Linked DNA regions of Sus scrofa: region 2 is linked to region 1. A link is a contact called in public Hi-C data. All regions are on one chromosome and are shown on one strand. The core of a region is the stretch at or near the end of the contact, and the rest is flanking DNA. Distances in the headings are between cores, read along the strand shown.

Region 1 (2,700 bases), core at 116-2,615:
CTGGGTGTGACTTCTGAGGCTCTTCCTGTCCCAACATCTCCCAGCACACAGGATACTCCCTGAATGTTTGCTGAACTGACTGCAGACCTAGAACAAACCATCCAAGCAGCTTCCTCACTCCAGCCCTGAAGAAGGGGGACATTTCGGTTAGGGTCCCATTTCGGAGAAACAGCCTCCTGGAGTTGTGTAGGGTCAGAGCTGCAAGGCCCTTGGGTAGAGATGACTCCACCGTGGGTAGAAGAGGGCCAGTAACTCTCCCCAAAACCAAAACTCTACAGAATGAAGCAGGTTTCTATGCGCTAATATGAAATGTGCCCATGATACACTGTGAAGCAAAAAAGCGAGGGCAGAAAATGTGTCTAATTTTCTATCATTTATATAAAAAAGAAAACAAAATTAGTATAATTGTGTTTGCACATATTTGCATAAATGAGTTCTGGAGGGATTTAAAAGACACTAAGAACAGCAGTTATAGGGGAGAGGGAATGGATAGATGGATGGATGGGTGGATGGATAGGTGGATGGATGGGTGGTTGGATAGGTAGGTGGATGGATGGATGGATGGATGGATGGATGGATGGAGAAGGAGTGAGACTTGCCTTGTATGCCTGTGTACTTTGCTTGATCCTTGAACCATGCAAACAAATTATCTTTCAAAAACAGATTTTAAAAATAGCTTGTCCAAGATCACATAATGTTTCCCACAGTGTTGGGATGCTTTCACGTGGCAGGGCATGAAATGATTTGGGGTGCCCAAGTTAACTGTAAGCAATTCACAAACACAGCACTGAATCATTTGATGGGAAAATCATTCCCTTTTCATTTCTCTTCAGTCTTCTGAATCCATCAAGAATGTCTCAGTGAGATGCTAGTGGGTCTTTAACACCTCTCTAAATCCTGATTACTTAACAAAGAAAGCAAGCGCTGGGCTTAGAGCCGTGGCCGCCAGCAGTGGTTAGCTAAATGGTGAAAATGGAATTGTGTTATTTTCTCTACACTGAATTGACTTGTACTAATATCTACTATGAATGGCAAGTAACGCTGGCCTTCCATTTACAACAGTAATGCAAGGCTTCCTTTACAAAATACCTTAAGTTAAATGTGCGCTGCTCTAAAGAAGAGTATTACATAACCACTAATGCCGTTGCTTTGTGAACATGGTATCATCAAGCACTAACCTTGTGCCAGAAACTGCTTCGTGCTTCCCATGAAATAATCTACTGATCCTCCCGCCCCTGGGAGGTGCAGAGGAGGACAGGGAGAATGCGGACCTTGCCCAAGGTCACTGGGTAATAGGGGTGGTGCCAGGAATTTGAACCCAGGCATCCAGTCTCCTGTTGAGCACAACACCAGAGGGCAGAGAGTTGGTGGCCCAGTGAACACAGACCAGCCCTCCCGCCCTCAGCCACTGCCTGCCCAGCACTGGAGGCAGCTGCCCTAAAGGCCCAGCCTCTTTGGACAGCTTCCTCTGCCTCCTCCCAAGCTCTGGGTCCCTAAGGCCAAATGGCTTCAGATCTCCCCCACCCCCTGCCCCTAAACCAGAGGATCACTCCCATACACCCTCAGCAATCCCTCTGAAGCACTCCATCTGCTTCTTGAACATTCTCTCGCTGCTCTTTTGGGCCAGCGGCAGCACAAAGAGGGGTAAGCTTTGCTCGTCCCACAGTCTCACTCTGCTGAACAGGGCGCAGGATTCTCTCTCCATCCAGGTTTGGGGGCAAAGCCCTCCGCCTCCGTCACCCTCACCTGCATGATCCTTCAGGGGCCCTACATGAAGTAACTGAGTTTCTCCCCTGGTCTGTTTGCAATGAAAACGTCACACATTCAGGGAAGGAGGGAAGAGGGCTGCAGCCCATTCAGTGACTGCACCCAGAGATGGGCAGCTGCAGCTGCATCCTGGCACCCACCCTGGGCCCTCTGCCCTCACAGACTGGTCTGATGGTCACAAGGGGCCCAGCAGGTAGTGAGGCCTGTCACCCCATCCCCCATCTCCCTCCTCCTCCCTCTGGGCCACAGGCACAGTCAGGGGATGAATGACCCCTCCCCCACAACCACCATCATAACCTCCTGGAGGGCTTGGTAAGAGGCAGAGGTAAGAGGCCTCAGCACTTCTGAGTTGGTCTACGGTGAGGCCTGGGAATCTGCCTATGTAACAAGTCTGCAGGCGATTCTGAAAGAGACCACAGGCAAAGAGAGGAGTGGTCCAGAATGTGGGCCTGGCTTCGGTCTGAATCCTAGCTCCACCCGCTGCTCAGGGTGGCTGGGAGGGGTGGGGGCTCCTGGGGCAAGTTACAAATGCTCTAGGGTGTACCCAGCAGTGAAATAAGGATGACAGTGATGGTACCCAGATCATACAGTTCTGGTAACAATTAAATGACGTCAAGGACTTAGCAGCGTCAGGCACACAGCAAACTCCTATCCTGACACTTGAGACCTGTGACAAGCCCCTGGCTTCCAGGAGCAAGAGAAGCAGCTGCATTTCTTCTCCGACTGGAGAACAGGGGTGGGTAGTGACACCGGTCTTAGAAGCCCAGCACTGCCCCAGCCAGAGGTCCTAGGCGCCTTAGGCTAGGCATTGTAGCTGCTCTGGCTGAGCCCACAGCCCAGGAGCTGTGGTCCAAGCGCAGCATCTGTGGAAGGGGTGCAGGGCTGGGGCAGTCCCCTCCTCCACACCCTGTCCTCTCCCTCACCCACCACGCC
Region 2 (2,700 bases), core at 46-2,545, 100 kb after region 1:
GTTCTCCAGTGCAGGGGGAAATGGCCTCAGGGCTGGCCTGGACTTGGCCAGGGGGTGAGCTCCCCATCACTGACGCTGGAGGAGGGAACTTGGAACTTGGTGGCCTGGAGGTCACTCCCACCTCAAAGAAGAAGGGTCTTTGCCCACGGGTCAGGGGCACCCTGAGACACTGCAAGGTGGCTTACAGCTACCCCCGACTTTGTTTTTGTTTTCTTTAGTTGAGGAGGGGAGGGTCTGTGTAACTGGAGAGGAACAGGAAGGGCAAGAATATGCTGGGCCAGGCATGCGGGCAGAGAACTGGTTGAGAAGGTCAGGCTTTCGTGGCCATCCACGGTCCACCCTTGCCTCCCAGCTTGGCCAGCCACCTGCTTTGGAAATGAATAGGTCACATGACCCCTCGTCCTCACCTTCTTGAGCAGGGTCCTGAGTGGGGGGCAAAGGGCATGGGAAGCAGATCTCTGACCCAAAGCACCTGGCTCACCTCCTTCTGAACAAAGTCCATGATGTTTTTGAAGTCCAGGTCATCATAGTAGTTCTCGATGCCTCTTCGAATGTTGTCATTCAGAAAGTCGATGGTCTGTTTAGACAGAGAAATTACAAAAGAAGAGGCCCACGCATCCCCAGAGTCCAGGCCCACGGTTTCCCAAAAGTCCAGGTTGACCTGCGATACCCACGTGCCTGGGCAGCCCCACCCCCACCTGCACAGAGCAGCCCTCCCCCATTCCCACCCTGACCTCCCTGCCATGCCCCCAAGTGCCCATCTGATTCAGGCACTCACCCTGTTTCCTTCACAGATCAGACAACCCAGGCCCCAAGAGGGTGGGGGGCACTTCTCTGAAGCAGTCAGGCCAGGGCTGGGACTCCGGCAGTCCAGGTTCCTGGCCTGGTGCTCCTTCTACTGCCAAAGATCCAGGCCTGCACTGGGGCCTTCCCTTTGCCCTCCAGACCTGCTTTCCACTCTTCTCTCCTATCCAAGCTCTTGCTTTACAGGTCACGAGCCCAGAGAGGGAGCCTGACTCTCCCCAGGTCACAGAGCAGGTCTCTGCTCCAGTTAGGGGCCCAGCCAGGACTGGAAACCAGGTCTCCTGACTCCCCGCCCCCAGGTCTGTCTCCATCACTGCAGTGCTCTGGCCCAGACGACAGGGCTCACCTCCCTCTCAGGCTGGGACAACCCCCACTGGGCAGGGTGCTTGCTGGCAGGTCGCCCTCTCCCAGTCACGCTGGGCCTTCTGGATCAACAGCCCGGCTGTTGTGCTGAGATCCAGGAACACAAAAGGCTCCACAGCGGGAAGGGATGGGGCGGGGGTGTGGGCAGCCCAGCTCCACGCTCCCGGCGACAATCGGGGCTTTCAGAGCAGGGAGGCCCACGTATCATCAGAGATTATGCTGGCACAAAGGGCGCATTCTGGACTCTGGAGCCAGACGATCTCTGAGGGAGGTGCCCTCGGGGTACATGGGGACAACAGGGCCCTGGGTTCCAGGCCCCGACCTGCCACTTCAGGCCCCATCACAGCTATTCCTCCTCTCTGGGCCTCGGTTTCCCACTTGTGAACCAACCCTGCAGGCCAATATTTAAGGTGCCTTCGAGCTCCATCGAAGACTTGGCTGAAAGGGACTGTCAAGCCTCAAGGTCAAGAACAGTCCCTGGAGCCATGCAGCCTCAGGCACTTCATTTACCTGCCAAGTTCCCGCTTCTTCCCAGCAGAAAGGGGAAGACAATCCTCTGACTTGAAGGGATGTGAGATATAAACAAACTAGACAGCAACATGCTTACCAGGATGCCAGACATCTAGTGGGTCCTGGTATTATCCTTATAGATCTCTTTTTCCAAGACACACACACCCTAGGGGACCACTTGATACTCACCATGCCATCAGTGGAAAGTGACTAATCCCCAAAGAAATCAAGGCCCCAAGTCTCATCCAAAAGCTGGCCCTTGGCCTGGGACCCCTCACAAACACCCTGCAGCCCAAAGAAGTGATGTGACTTGTCCAGGGTCACCCTGCTGATCACAGGCAGAGAGATGCTGGAATCAGGGTCAAACTCCCGGCCTGATACAGTTTAAGAAGCCAAGATAATAACCCAAGGTTCAGCTTGGGGCCATCTCCCCAAACCATCCCAGTATCAGGAAGAGAGAAATGAAGGATGTGAGGGCCACTTCCTTCCCGACATTCACACCCTGCTCAAAGCAAGGTGACGAAGGAGACTGGTCCAGGGAAACCTGTCTCTGTGGCCAGAATGAAAACACTTTGCTAATGATAATCAGCTGCTCTGGAGCAGACCTGGGAGCTGAAGACTGCTCATGGCCACGGAGGCACCGGGCCAGCCGCTGCCCACCTGAGAGGCTCTGTACTCAGCAGCCCTCTGCCCTGCATGGGGCTGGCACTGGATCCCAGAGCAGGGGCTCAGGGGAAGAGCTGCTTGCTGGCCATGTGACATGGGCAGAGCAGGGACCGCCCTAGCCTCGGGCTCACCCTTTCCAGAGGCCCCCATGACCTGCAGCCATCCCAACCTTGGGTGCCTTCTCCTCTGGGCCATGAAGGGACAGGCCAGCGAGGGCATGGTTGGGGGTGTTTAAGAAACAGGACAGGTGGCATCAGTCTGTCACCCAGGGTAGGGCAAGGGAATGAGCTCGCAGCATTAAATAGCATGTTGTAAGGGGCCCTGGGCTGAGCTGAGGTGCGGGGGGTGATACCCAAG

What was found. Hi-C and Micro-C count contacts between places; a contact is called where the count stands out from the background.
Region 2: a contact with region 1 is called in a Hi-C map of liver, with 6 times the contacts expected there. The contact joins two enhancer-like sites. A contact is called at or near these places in 1 of 5 promoter capture datasets (liver) and 16 of 47 Hi-C or Micro-C datasets (alveolar macrophages, brain, embryonic fibroblasts and 9 more).

Annotation. Positions count from the first base shown.
Region 1 is chr14:72,643,501-72,646,200 of Sscrofa11.1, reverse strand. It overlaps a transcript of C14H10orf35 not described here. Among named protein-coding and RNA genes, the nearest start is that of NEUROG3, 38 kb to the right of the region's middle. Within about 2 kb of position 1,365, at least 3 of the 83 cell types and tissues checked have an H3K27ac peak or open chromatin away from gene starts, as enhancers often do. A contact at or near this core is called in liver, where this site is marked.
Region 2 is chr14:72,541,901-72,544,600 of Sscrofa11.1, reverse strand. TSPAN15 (tetraspanin-15) reads right to left here. Exons shown (of 8, transcript XM_021072332.1): 4 at 482-577. Among named protein-coding and RNA genes, the nearest start is that of C14H10orf35, 16 kb to the left of the region's middle. Within about 2 kb of position 1,295, at least 24 of the 83 cell types and tissues checked have an H3K27ac peak or open chromatin away from gene starts, as enhancers often do. A contact at or near this core is called in liver, where this site is marked.